Linked DNA regions of Macaca mulatta: region 2 is linked to region 1. The links are chromatin contacts, called in public Hi-C maps. All regions are on one chromosome and are shown on one strand. The core of a region is the stretch at or near the end of the contact, and the rest is flanking DNA. Distances in the headings are between cores, read along the strand shown. Region 1 overlaps ELMO1 (engulfment and cell motility 1). Region 2 overlaps ELMO1 (engulfment and cell motility 1).

Region 1 (7,254 bases), core at 288-2,787:
CGTAAAAGAGCGCGATCGGGGCAGCAAAGCATTACCCCAGCTGTGGCTGACTGCCTGAGGGTGGTAGAGAGAAGAGCGCATAATAGAGATTCCTTTATATACCCAGTGAGACAACCTCCCACAGTCACAAGCGTTGTCATCTAATTATTGTCAACTGGTTTAGGGCCATGTTGAATCTTTTCAAATGTGTTGCTAACAATTCTAGCATGTGCAAGTGTGTAATGAAACAGTCTGAGACTCGGCGTCTGGACCTGGGAATGATAAGACGGGCAGATGAGGGTGTCTGAAAATACAAGAAGTTGTGAAAATTCTCGGATTTGTTTTTATCTCAACATATATCTTTAAGACAATTTTTCATGACTAGATCAAAGCAAGGCCCAGAGAAATGGCATAACAGTAGTTTTAATGTTGAGTTTCACCTTTTCGAAACCCAGAAGTTGTATTAGGAATAGTTTGGTCCATCCATTAGAAGTGATAAGTGCTTTGAAGAGTATTGGATCATATGCAGGGGGAGGGAAACCACCATAGGACTTTAATCCTTGGCTAGGGAGAGACTGCTGCCTTTACCTTTCAGGAAAGGGATCAGAGTATTTTAAATTCTTAATTGCTACTGTGTGCCTGAATTTGTTCCAGCATTTGATTCGGAAATAGTCTTTATTTTTCTCCTTTTGCTTTTTCAAGGCTAGTCAAGTGAAGCAGTGGTAGAACAAAGAAATCCGTAACTGGTTATGATCAATTAGTTGTAAACACCTCGGCACTTGGACCAAACGGAAATATTCATTTGTTAATTCACAGGTATTTATTGAGCACCTGCTGTGTACCGTGTGGTGTACTAGGTGATACGTAAACAATGGTGAGCCTCCTTCCGAGAGAAAAGTAGGCCTGTTGTTGATTTCAACAACAGCTGGGCTGCTTACACACCAGAGGAGGAAGTATGCATTGATCAAAGGATCACACGAATAAGTGTGATGTTTGAACTCTGCTAAGGGCTGTTGAAGGGGGAAGTTACTGATGCCGGGGGAGCCTACAACAGGGAGATTAATGTAGTCAGGGAGGTCAGGGAGGAGGGTGAAAGAATGTTACTGGGTACAGACAACTAGCACGTGAAGGCTGTGTAAAAGGCTGACCTTGGATGTTGCAGGAACTGGGGAGCAGAGTGCCTGAGGCAGGGAGCACTCCAGCCGTGGATTAGACTGGAGAGGAGGGCTGATCGGGATCATGGGGCTGAGCTTTTATCAAAAGGGCAAAGGGAAGTCACTGAAGACTTTTACCCAAGGGAGTGACGTGATCAGATTTATGCTTTGAAAAGATCCTTCTGGCTTCAATGTGTAAATTTTACATCATTTAAAATTGGTCACAATGTGACTGTACAATCACTCTTGTTAGAATCTAACCATTTCTAAAAGAATCAATTTAGCCACTAGTGTCTTCTTTAAATTTTAAACAGCAATTTAAAAGAGTGATTTAGCATGGGTAATGCAACCACTTAGGAATGATGAAGTACCTAGTTCTGTGGTTCTCAGACTTCAGAATGCTTAAGAATCACTGGGGACCCAGGAAACCACATTTTTAGCAGCCTCTCAGGTGATGCAAGTGCACGTGGTCCCAGACTTCACTTTTCTCTTCTTTCAAGAAGCGTCATCCTAGAAAGTGGTGAGTAAAAAGAAATTATAAACCTCAAGGTACCACCTAATCAGGCAGCTAGAAGAGGATGGAACCTCCTTAGAACCTCCTATTGCCCAGGTTTGAACCTGGATCTGTTCTCCCAATCCCGGGGGGATTTTCTTCCAGTGCACCTGAAATGGATTCTAAATCCTTTGAGTTACTTTTTTCATTTATTTTCTAATCCTTTCATATGCAGCTGTTTTCTCAGATCTGTGGCTCACTCTCTGTGTGTCTCTGATATTTTACTTTTCATCTTTGTCGCCGTTTAATAAAAATCTTGTTCCATAAGTCCCAGATGAGATTTGGGGGCAGGCAGGGGTTCTGAGGGGGTGGGTTAGCCTGGCCTGATGAGGAGGGGAGAGGAAAAGCCCCTCTGTAGGTGTTACTTATTTTGCCCCCTGCAGCAGGAGACAGGGCATGTATAGGGGAGAGACTCGTTCATGACCGCCAAAATAGGGAATTATTTTCAGAGACATAAAGACTCAGGGACACCAGAAGAATTCGCTTTTGGGGGGCTTTCCTTGAGGCACCCTGCTCTCTGGGTCTTCAAATACTGCCCGTCTTCAAATACTGCTCAGAAGCCATCAGTGAGGGATAAGGTGGGCTCATGATTCTTCCCTTGCAAGTGAGCATAAGACCCCAGAATTCCGAATCAGGTGAAATCAGGTTGAAATGAATATTAAGGGGAAACACCAAGCAAAAGAGAAGTCATGCCAGAGGTGTCCGGCAGTTTGGTGGGCTGGGAGAGAGAGGCCCCTGGCTTCCTTTGTGAGTGAAGTGCCTGGATCACATGATATGAGTGGATGGTCACCTCCTCTGGGAACCTTCCGTGACTTCTGGCATTTGCTCCTTGGACACATGAAGTGCTTCCCTGTGCTGGCATTGATTGTGCTGTTTCACACTCTGTTTCATGTCCTTCTCCCTGAGTAGCCTGGAGGGCTCATGGCAGGTGTTCCCAGGCTGAGCCCATAAGAAGTACTCAGTAAATGTCTGTAGACAGAAGCACTATTTTTCATGCATGTGAGCGCTGCGTCCTTTTCACAGTCCTTTAAAATGGTTTCTTCGTCTTTGAGTAAGGGCCCTGGGGATACTCTATTTAGGGATGTCTGGCATGTAACTCTCGCTGTCCCCAATTTTGCTGAAGACCCAAGGTCACTGATAGAGGAGCCTCTGGGTGTTGGAGAGGCACACGGCCGTGCAATGCCCTAACCCTAGGAGGCAACAGTTACTGCCTTAGTGTCATTCCACTGTGCCCAAATCCACTCTAGATAAAATGAACATTACAGAAGAAGAAACCAACATTTTGTCATTGCATTACTCTCTGCAGAAGTATTCTTACTTGCTTGTCTACTTATAATTCTCTCCTAGTCACCCAAGAGCCTACAGGGCATAGACATTTGAAGACCATAACTGGAAAGAACATAGCAAAGATTTCTTGGCTTTTCATCCTTTCATCCACGGTTCGGCCAGTGTTGAATTTGAAGCGTCTGTTTCTTCCTTCCTCCCTCCCCAGTGCTTGTGGGTGACTAGGCATCTGTGATACACATTGGGGGCTGGGATTTTTACCACATGTGTGGTTACCCACATTTCATTTATTACATTCTGAGAGCACCGTGGCCTTGATAATTTACGTTTCTAGGCTATAATTGCATATTATTTTTCTAGCAGCTATCAGGGGTTTCAGCTAGCAATGGAAACTTGATAGTGTCTTGGCTCTTCATTGCTGGAACAATTTATCCTGATGTTCAAGTGCAGAGCTGAGCCCATTTCTTATAAGCCAAGTAGCACACACATGGTAAACCCCCAACTTAAGTGTTCTCAGTTCACTCTGGAAATGGAGCATATTCAGGCCTTTGGAGCCGCATTCTCAGACCTTTTACTTCCCCTTTCTCCTTCAGTACAATAACCAAACAACTCCTTGCTTCCCCAGTGTGGAGAACCTGGCAGTTGCTAAGCATGCCTATTCCAATTATGCATTCCAGAACTTAAGAAATGACCATAGGATGAGGTGTGGGACCCACTGGGTCCACTGTGAGGTGGACCTGAACTAAAACTTCATAGATCAAGCCAGATGTGGTGGCTCACACCTGTAATCCCAACACTTTGGGAGGCCGAGGTGAGCAAATCACCTGAAGTCATGAGTTCGAGACCAGCCTGACCAACGTGGAGAAATCCCATCTCTACGAAAAATACAAAACTATCCAGGCATGGTGGCGTATGCCTGTAATCCCAGATACTCGGGAGGCTGAGGCAGGAGAATCGCTTGAACCTGGGAGGCGGAGGCTGTGGTAAGCCGAGATTGCACCATTGCACCCCAGCCTGGGCAACAAGAGTGAAACTCCGTGTCAAAAACACCAAAAAACAAAAAACAAAAAAAAAAACAAACAAAGAAACTTCGTAGATCACCTGGCCCCCATAAGTTCCTACTAACTGAGGCCACAGTGATGTTTTGAGTGTTCTGGAATCAGTGTTCATTCAGAGCCATTGTCCATTAGTTCCCAAAACGTCTGATTTTTCCTTTTTCCCCAATGCGCAGTTACCCTGGTAAAAGGTTGTACGTAGGTCTTCTTGGGGAAGGCTGGGAGAAAGATTAACGAATACACTTTTGGCAGTGTACCAGGGCCCTATTTCAAAGGGACCCAGCCTTCCTTTCATTCTAGTTGAGCCCGTGGAAACTCACTGTAAACTGACTCTCACGTCTGAGGATTGGTTGAGGGACCATGACTGTTTTCATGATTCAGATTAGACTTTTGTTCACTTGACCTAGGACTTTTCCACTTATACACATCAAGTAGAAATTTAGTAGGCTTCTCATCTATTCCCACTTTTTGAAATACTATGATCATCCAGCCAACAGTATAGCCCTGTGCAAGTTAGACTATTCTTTTTTTAATTAATTATCATTATTATTTTTTAGGGACATGGTCTTGCTCTGTCACCCAGGGTGGAGTACAGTGGCATAGTCATAACTCACTGCAGCCTTGAACTCCTGGGCTCAGGCCATCCTCTCACCTCAGCCTCCTGAGTAACTAGGATTATAGACGCACACCACCATGCCCGGCTAATCTTTTTATTTTCTGAAGAGGTGAGGTCTTGCTGTGTTGCCCATGCTGGTCTTAAACTCCTGGCCTCAAGTTAGCCTCCTGCTTTGGCCCTCCCAAAGCACTGGAATTACTGGAATGAGCCACTGCACCTGGCCAAGGTACACTATTCTGATGGCCATGTTGACCTTGCTGTCCATTAAGATAACTATGCCACACTAGAAAGTGCTCAGTTAGGCTCTGCGCCTGTTCCGAGGCTTGCTCCCATTTGTTCCCTTAGAGACTTCCCTGAGCTGCCTTGTGGGATCCAGACCCACACAGATCCAGGTTGAGATTAATCACCACTCACTTGCTCTGTGACTTGGGGGAAATTTATTAAGTTCTCGTAGCTTCTGTTTCCTCTTGTATAGATGGAAATGATGCCAGTGTGTGGTTGTCAAGATAAAGTGAAAAAATATAATCAATGAAGAGCAGAGTTCTTTGGCCTCGGCCGGCACACAGTAGATGTGAGAGGATGTAGGAGTTTTGAACCTCTGCTCCAAAATTCTGTGGCCAGAGGCTGTCGCTGGTTGAAAGGGATGGAATTAGGAGTCAGCGGTGAGCTCACAGAGCACACTGTTCCTGTCTGGCTTCTTGTGCCCTTCAAGTTTGCTGACAATCTGAAACAGATGCTTGATTTCAGCTTTTGTAGAAAAAAAATGTCATTTCATTTAAACAGGTTGTGTCTGAAAAAAAATGTCACAGCCTTTTCTGTCCTTTGCATTAAGACTTAAATTTCAAGTTTGCTGTGTTTTTCAGTACCGCAGTTTGATTTCTGGATTTTGCTTTTTTTGTCTGTTCAGAGAAAATAAAGTCTGTCTGGGAGAGGCGACCTTTTTTATACTTCCCATCGCCTCTGAGGAGTGCCTTTTCTGAGTCCTATTTGTGGACTTCATTCATTAACTCATTCTTTGAGCACTTGAGGCCAGGAAATGATGATACATGTGGAGTGCCTTTGCCCTCTGCAGGGGAAGATGAGGTTGCAGTGGGCACAGCTGTAATGCGTGGCTGATGCTCTCATGCAGGCGGAAACCAGGTGGGGATGGCAGAAGAGGCCTGTGTCCTGTTGGCCAAAGACGTGCTTCATGGAAGATGATGTTCCTGGTGGAGCTCTTCGGGGACTGGTGGTCCAGACATTGAATTTGGAATCAAGAGGCCAGGGCCCTATTCTTGGGACTGACCCTGACTATCATCTGTGCTCTCCTTCAATGCCAAATTTTTCTCAGCTATTTATAAATGTGGAGGGAGGATGCTAGATGTGATTGATGGATCCCAAACACAAATCTGTAGGTCAGTCAGCTGCATTCAGAATCATCTCAGCAGCTTGCAAAAACTAGAATCTAGGATCTCATCACCAGAAATTCTGATTCTGGAGTAATTTCCTAAAATCTCTATTTATACAAAGACTCTCTGCACCAGGTGATTGTAGTCTGAAGCCCCCTTAGGGATGCCCTGAATGTCTTCTATGTGCCTCTTCCCTCTAGTTCATTCCTCATCCTTCACATCCTAATGCCATCTTAAATGTCTCTCTCAGAAAACCTTCTTGGCTTCTAACTGAGCAGCCCTCCATAGGGGATTATTAGTTCATGCCTCTGTGCAAGAAAGAAAAACAAAAACAAAACGCATCAGTTCATTCACTTCTCCCATCTCCCCTGCTGGCCTGAGAGCACCTGAACATAGTGATGGTACCGTAGCCAGTCATCTGTGCATCGTCTGTGCTCTGCCCACTGCCTGGCATGTAGAATATGCCCAGGAGGGGATTTTCAGAGCTGACCAGATGGGAGAATGGTAAAACTGAAGATCAGCCCTTTTTCCCTGCCTGTTAGCACCTCTAGGAAAGATTTAAGAGATGTTTCAAACAAATCACTCCAACGTATTTGGGATTGCTCATTGTGATGCCTGATCTGTGCCAGCCTCTTCCTACCACATCTATGACTGTTACAGAGGTAACTATTCCATCTCTTAATTTGCAGCACCCAGAATGGATGTGGAATCACTGAAGGAGGTAAGCAGGGAAGAAGACAAGTTGGATCCTGACAGTTTAAACCCAGGTGTTTTGCAAATCCTTCCAAAATATCACTTGGCTTTTCCTCTCTATACCTCCTCCCTTGCCCAGTTGGAAAAAAAAACAAAAAAAAAAAAACCCAAAAAAACCAAAACCAACCTGCAGTACGTGTGCCCACATCCTCCTCTGGATGAAATAGAGTTGCACAGAGAAAAGGAAAGTTGATTTCCTAGTTATTCTCCCACACACAGAGTTCTGGGTGGCACCATCCCACACTATTTGCATCACTGAGCTACACACTCTGCCAAGACTGCATCTTAAATTTAAACACATTTTGATGAAAATAGAGAAAGGCTGAGGAAGAAAGGTTAACACTTCCCCATAAGAGGTGCGTAAGCACTATACATCGTATGTTTTTCTTCTGGCTCTTGGATTAAGGACAGAATGTTAATTAAAAAGTGAAAAGCTGATCTTCTGAGCAGCAATTAATTTCAGGATTGCTCT
Region 2 (7,129 bases), core at 3,262-5,761, 93 kb after region 1:
TAGAGGATTTGCTAGCTTGCCACCTGTATTAGTCTGTTTGCATCCTGCTAATAAAGACATACCAGAGACTGGGTAATTATAAAGAAAGGGGTTTAATGGACTCACAGTTTCATGTGGATGAAGGGGCGTCACAACCATGGCAGGAGGCTCTTACATGGTAGCAGACAAGAGAGAATGAGAACCAAGCGAGAGGGTGTTCGCCTTATAAAACCATTAGATCTCGTGAGACTTATTCACTACCATAAGAACAGTATGGGGGAAACTTCCCCTGTAATTTAGTTACCTCCCACTGGGTCCCTTCTACAACACGTGAACATTTGTTGAGACTGAGGGGAAGGGCCTGTTGACCTCTAGAGGGCAGAGGCCAGGGATGCTGCCAGCCATCTTGCAATGCTCAGGGCAGCTCCTACAGCAAGGAAGTATGGCCCCAGCTGCTAATTGTGCCAGGAATGAGAAAGCCCAGGCTAGAAGCTTTCTTCCCTAAATTTCATCAGAAGTAACACTGATTTTATATATAGAAGCCTTAGGTGCTGTTTCCTAGTGAAGATATAAATTTAAGAGGATAAGGTCTGCACTTCTGATGATAAAATGTGAACTAGATCATCCATTTTGCAATTGTGCACCTGGCTGTACCCCAGAGTAGCCTTGCTGTGTCCCCCTTCCTTTCCCTTGTGGTTTGTTAATGTTGGGGAAAACTGGTGAGGTCTAATTGGGCTTGGTTAAGTGAATTCCCAAGGGGAAGCCTCCTTGCTCCTTTGCTTTCTCAATGGTTGCTTTGTGTACAGCTCCCCTCTGACTCTCCACTGGAGCCAACGTTATTGTATTCTCACCTGTTCAACAGGTTTTTCCTGAACGGTCTTTGAGAAATAAATACTAGTTAAAAGGGTAGAAATACAAGCGTGGCCTTTGATTCCTAAAAGGTTAGCTGACCTCTTTTGCTGTAATTCTAGATGATTTTATGTACAGGTGGGGGCAAGGTGCTTAAAATGCATTCTTATTTTTATTATTTACTGTCTTAACCCCCAAGATGGTGTATGCTTTCTTTTGAATAGTGTTACCTAAAATTCACAGAGTCTCTCTGCACATTAGAGCCTGCTTTCTTAATTCTTATTCTAGGGTATGTAATTGAACTTGGATCTCGAATTGAAGTAATGTAGCACAGATATAATGCATTGTTTTTAGAGCTCTCAAGTATTCAAAGAGCATACAGACTATGGAGAGGAAGTTGGGAGTACAGATTGTTTGCTTGCATTTGCACATAGCAGACACTATAATTACTTAACAAGTCCCTATTGTTGAATATTCAATTGTTTTCAAGTTTCGAGAATTACAGACAAAACAGAAATTGGCATTGCTGTGGTTAATAATTATTTCTTGAGGATAACATTCTAGAAAATTGAAATTACTCAAAGGGGATGCAAAATTTTAAGGCTTTTCGTATAGTTTGCCAAAGGCCCTCTAGAAAGCTGTGCTGATTTACACTCTGAATAGGCGTGCAGGGACACACAGCTTCCTTCTTTAGAAGTCACAAACCAAGAGGTGTGGTGGAAGTTGTCCAGGGGGTCAGGAGTATGGAAAACTGAACCTACCAAGGATAACCCCACCGTTCTCTGAACACATTCTCTTCCTATTCTTGCCCTTCACTTCAGCAAGTACCCTGTTTCAGGAACATAACAGGGCATGCTCCTCCCTTGGGGCCTTTGCTCTTGCTGTTGTTTTGGCCTAGAAACTGATTTCTCCAGATGTCCACAGGTCTCCCATCCTCACCTCTCTGATGTCTTTTTTTTTTTTTTTTTTTTTTGAGACAGAGTCTCGGTCTGTTGCCCAAGCTCGTGTGCAGTGGTGCGATCTCGCCCCCCTGCAACCTCTGCCTTCCGGGTTCAAATGATTCTCTTGCCACAGTCTCCCGAGTAGCTGGGATTACAAGCACCACCACGCCTGGATAATTTTTGTATTTTTTAGTAGAGATGAGGTTTCACCATGTTGGCCAGGCTGGTCTTGAACTCCTGACCACAAGTGATCCACCCGCCTCAGTCTCTCAAAGTGCTGAGATTACAGGCGTGAATCACCACATCTGGCCTCAGATGTCTTTACTCAGATGCTGCCTTCTCGGTGAAACTTTCCCTGATTTTCCTGTTTAAAATTGTATTCCTGCCCCTCCCACACTGGTAGAGGCACAGGCTTCAGTTTCCTTCCCTGCTTGATTTTTCTTCATATCCTTTGTTGCTAACTCCCAGATTTGCTGCTCTGTATCCCCAGCACGGGGAATAGACCTGGCACTGAGCAGAGGCTCAATAATTATTTGTTGAATGAGTGACTAAACCAGTGCTTTGTAGATTTGCTCTTGCTGGTTACCACTGATTAGCTTCTCAGCAGGCTTCCCTAATCGTCTTTGGTCAAAGGAGTAGCGGTTTTGTTTTGGTTCATTTCCTTTACTTGTCAGCTGCACTGAAGTTAGTTATTTATATAACTGCTGGTGGTGGTGAGAATTCCATTAACTCTGCTATCTCTGTTGTCTCAGTAACGTCCAGCTACTGCTGAGATCTGGGATAGTAACTGACAAGGCTTACTCTGGTCTGATAAAGGACCAAATGCACATGTTTAAGATCTTCATTACAGATACCAATTTCTCAAAAAAGACAAGAGAACCTGATAGAAAAGGGGCAAAGGTTTGGACTGTTCACAAAAAGGGAGGGTGTGTCTTTTCCTCTTTATGTTCAACCTCACAATAAGAGAAATAGAATTTAAAAATAGATTAAGATTTTATTTTTCAACCTGTCAGGTTTGCAAAAATTCATTCTGTTAGTGAGGCTGGGTATAAATAGGCCACATCATACCAGTCCAATGGAGAGAAATTTGGAAATGGCTATCAATATTAACTGCATCTGTGCTTTGACCCAGCAGTTTTACTTCTGTGAATCTATTGTAAGGATGTACCTGCATATGTGCAAAATTAGTTAGACATAAGTTTATGGATCATAGTTTGGTTTATGATAAGTAAACTTAAGAAATCACCCAGTGGTCCACAGCAGGGGACTGGTTCATCAAATAGGACACATCCACACAATGAACTACTATGTAACTGTAAAAAGAATCAGGATGCTCTCTTTGTACTAACATAGAAGGATTTAGAAAATATACTGAAAGAAACAAAAAGAATGCTCCCTTTTGGCCAGGCACGATGGCTCACACCTGCAATCTCAGCACTTTGGGAGGCTGAGGAGGGCGGATCACCTGAGGTCAGTAGTTTGAGATCAGCCTCACCAACATGGTGAAATGCTGTCTCTACTAAAAATACAAAAATCAGCCATGTGTGGTGGTGTGCGCCTATAATCCCAGCTACTTGGGAGACTGAGACGGGAGAATCACTTGAATCTGGGAGCTGGAGGTTGTCTTGAGTCAAGATCATGTCCCTGTACTCCAGCCTGGGCAACAGAGGGAGACTGTCTCAAAAAAAAAAAAAAAAAAAAAAAAAAAGCTGCCTTTTATATAAAGAAAGTGGAAATGCAATAATGTATTTTTGTATTTGCCTTCTATACTTGAAGAAATTCTGGAGGGATACCTAATCACTTGGATAACTGGAAGGATAAGGAGTGAAAGCAGATATTGGGCCGGTGGGTGACATTGGGAGAAGAGACTCTACAATGTACATCTTTGTACACACAAACACACAAGTTTGTATCACATGATTGTTAACAAACTAATTTTAAAAAGAAATGGGGCCAGGCCAGGTGGCTCACACCTGTAATCCCAGCACTTTGGGAGGCCGAGGTGGGCAGATCACCTAGAGTTCAAGACCAACCTGGCCAACATGGCGAAACCCTGTCTCTACTAAACATACAAAAATTAGCCAGGCATGGTGGTGGGCCCCTGTTATCTTAGCTACTCGGGAGGCTGAGGCAGGAGAATTGCTTGAATTTTGCAGTGGGCCAAAATTGTGCCACTGGGCAACAGAACCAGACTCTGTTTCAAAAAAAGAAAAAAAAAAAAAAAAAAAGAAATGGGCTAGCCTGGGAAGAGGTCGCAGAGGATAATGGTTGCCTCCTTTGTGTAAGAAGCACGATTCATTCAAGTGAGAATTCAGAGTCTGTTCTGAATGCCATCCAATCCACAGCTGTACATTTTTCTGCCCCGCCCCCCCCACCGAAGGTGCATTGTGGGAACTGACCTTGTGGGGGGAGTATGAGTGTGCATGTGTGTGAGCTCTCAGGGTGTTTCTCCTTCATGATATCCTGGTTGCTATAGTGCGGAGATCTATTTGTGACACGCAGAAAACACTTTAAAGAAACACTGCTTCCTGACCATGACTTCCTGGGCAATCTGTCCTTCCGGAGACTGTTGAGCGCCAGACATTTACATGCATGTCTGGACAGAGAGTGAGCCTGGCTCATTCAGACCCTGGGCACCATTTGGAACAGAACTCAGTGGTAAGGAATAGCTTTCTTTCCACTGAAGATTCACACAAGCCGTGCCCCACAGGGCAGCGTCTCCTGGCGGCTTTGACTCAAGGGCGTTGGCACGGGTACCCCCATCTTTCTTCTTTCCTCAGGAGCCCGTCTTACCGTTGGCTGTGCCCCTCACCTCCAGCACCCAGACACCAAGGGGAGCCGTTTTTCATACCAAACCACCATGAAAACAGGAAGTGATGAAGCAAAATTCACCCTGCATCGGCACTGAGTGACTTCTCTTTCTTTTTCTGTCATTCCTCATTAGGTATAGACACGTGTGGCCGTTTACACTGTAGGATCCCCAGTCCCACTGGCTTTGAACATTTTGGGGGCTTACAATGCCGCCACCCGCGGACATCGTCAAGGTGGCCATAGAATGGCCGGGCGCCTACCCCAAACTCATGGAAATTGATCAGGTTAGTAACGTGACAGCCTTGGGTGTTTATTTTCAGTTTCCTTTCTATATGGGAATTTTCATAGACTTTGGATAGTTCGCTCTTCTCCCTTTCTTCCTCTAGCTGTGTTGAAAAATCTGTGCAGTAATAGTTGCAATGTAGCTTGATCTCTGTGGCACATATAATAGTGATGGATGGAGTTTTTATACTCTTCCAGCATCCACTTGGATTGTGTCAATGCAGGATTTGTGTCTGAAGCTGGGAAGGAGGTGGGAGGGACAAGTGGATCGGGCCCTGGGCAGTTGACACAGTGGAGGCTGCCCCATCCCTGCCTTGCCATGACACATGAATATGTGCAGATTGTTGGAACACAGACAAGACAAAACTTAATTTTTAAAATCACTTTTTTCTTCATTTTTTGCAGAAGCAGCGAAATGCACTGATACTTTGTTACATTAATAGTTTTATAATGAAATTAGTATAGAAGGGTTCAGTCTTGGATTTCAGCCAATTGTAATTTTTATTTTTAGTGTAAAATTCACTATGTGTCTAGCATATTGTCTGCCATGAAGTAAATACTCAACAAGTGTTTATTGAATTAAAAAATATCAAGAAGACTTATAAAAGTGGTTTGACCCATAAAGACATCCTTTAACTTGAGTCTTGAGAATTGTATGGTGTGATTCTCATGCACTGTTTGATTATAGGTTATCTCGGAATGGTTCATTTTGTCCTCACTTTACTGTAGTCATTCAAGAGCAAATGATTTAAGAAATAAAAGGTTGAGACCTAATATATACTTACGGGTTTTATAATGTATATAATATAGGGTTCTAAATGGCTTTCTACATTTTAAAAATTATAATACCATGGCAACTCCAATCTTTATGTTCTCTATGCTATTTTACGATTATGATTTACAATTTTTTTCCTGATCAGATTTTATTATCTGGCGGCAGATCAATGCAAGAGTTATATGGAATTGTGTGAATCCAAAGGAATCATTAAAATGAATTATATGGGTCAGATCAGAATTAATTGAACTTAAACTTAAATGTAAGAAAGGGTAAATTTTTGGGATTTTTGTCAAAAAAGCTGTCATCAGACCACACATCATTGTCATTTTAACTGCTGTCTAAGGTAGTTTTCTAGTGACTCAAGAAGCAACCTATACAAATAGAGAAGAGTAGAGATGCCTAATAGTTTCGGATACTTTTGAGTCAGGCAACAGATGCTTATCTGCTTTCATGTGTGGTTTGAGATGCTAGTTAAAATTTACCTTAAGAAAATGTTTGGAGATACTTGGTGCAGACTAAATGTAGTTTGGATTAGGTTTGGCCACAGCCTGAGAGACCGATGGCTTCAATGAGATAGAAGTTGGTCTCACACACGTGTAGAGGTCCTGAATGCCCTGCAGTGGCATGCACTCGGGCCCTCTGTCTTGTTGCATTGCCCTTCTCAGTCTGTGGGGCTTTGGATCACATGCTTGGGCATCACCTGAAAGCACATTAGAAATGCAGAATCTCTGGTCTTATTCCAGACCTCCTGACCGAGTCTGCATTTTAACAAGATCCCCAGGGTATCCCTGTGCATAGTTCAATCTGAGACTTGCTGAGCTAGATACCTGGTGCCCAAGCCCGGTACTCATCAGAACTACCCAGGCACTTACTCGAAATAACTGTTTTCAGTGGTCCCATCCCAAGAGACTCTAATTTAGTGGTTCTGGTAAACTATTTAATTCTGATTCTGCCATGGTCAGTGCAGTTTGAAAACCTCTGCTTTAAGACAGCAGCTCTTAATAGACAGTCCTCCTTACCTGTGAGGTGAGTGTAGTGTTCTCTGCCTTTGGAGGTGTCCTTTGCTATGTGTGTGTTTTAATGTATATATTTTAAATTATCTGTTTATTTTGGAATAATTTTAGATTGACAGAAAGCTACAAAGATTGTGTATGCTTACATTTATACCCTTTTTCCAGTTTCCCCTCAGGTTAAAATCTTAATCTTGTTACGTTAGTCAAAACTAAGAAGTTGACGTTGATACATTACATTAACATAACTACCAACTTTATTTGGATTTCATCAGATTTTCCACTAATGTCCTTATTCTGTTTGAGGATCCAATCCAGGGATACCAATTGTCATGTTTCCTCAGTCTCCTTCCATTTTGGACAATTTCTCAGTCTTTCCTTGTTTTTCATGGCCTGATAACTTTGACAAGTACTTGTATGTTGATACAATTTTAAACACACAAAAATTGCAAGGATAGTACAAAGAACTCTGTACCTAC

The links. Hi-C and Micro-C count contacts between places; a contact is called where the count stands out from the background.
Region 2: a Hi-C map of CD4 T cells shows a contact between it and region 1, with 3 times the contacts expected there. The contact joins two enhancer-like sites. A contact is called at or near these places in 2 of 14 Hi-C or Micro-C datasets (CD4 T cells and cortical neurons).

The regions. Positions count from the first base shown.
Region 1 is chr3:90,956,669-90,963,922 of T2T-MMU8v2.0, forward strand. The region is part of intron 1 of ELMO1 (engulfment and cell motility 1); the gene reads left to right. The region is part of intron 4 of LOC144340197; the gene reads left to right. Among named protein-coding and RNA genes, the nearest start is that of ELMO1, 16 kb to the left of the region's middle. Within about 2 kb of position 1,538, at least 14 of the 40 cell types and tissues checked have an H3K27ac peak or open chromatin away from gene starts, as enhancers often do. A contact at or near this core is called in CD4 T cells, where this site is marked.
Region 2 is chr3:91,046,275-91,053,403 of T2T-MMU8v2.0, forward strand. It overlaps ELMO1 (engulfment and cell motility 1), which reads left to right. Exons shown (of 22, transcript NM_001257647.1): 2 at 4,714-4,864. The coding sequence starts at 4,787. Among named protein-coding and RNA genes, the nearest start is that of ELMO1, 110 kb to the left of the region's middle. Within about 2 kb of position 4,512, at least 12 of the 40 cell types and tissues checked have an H3K27ac peak or open chromatin away from gene starts, as enhancers often do. A contact at or near this core is called in CD4 T cells, where this site is marked.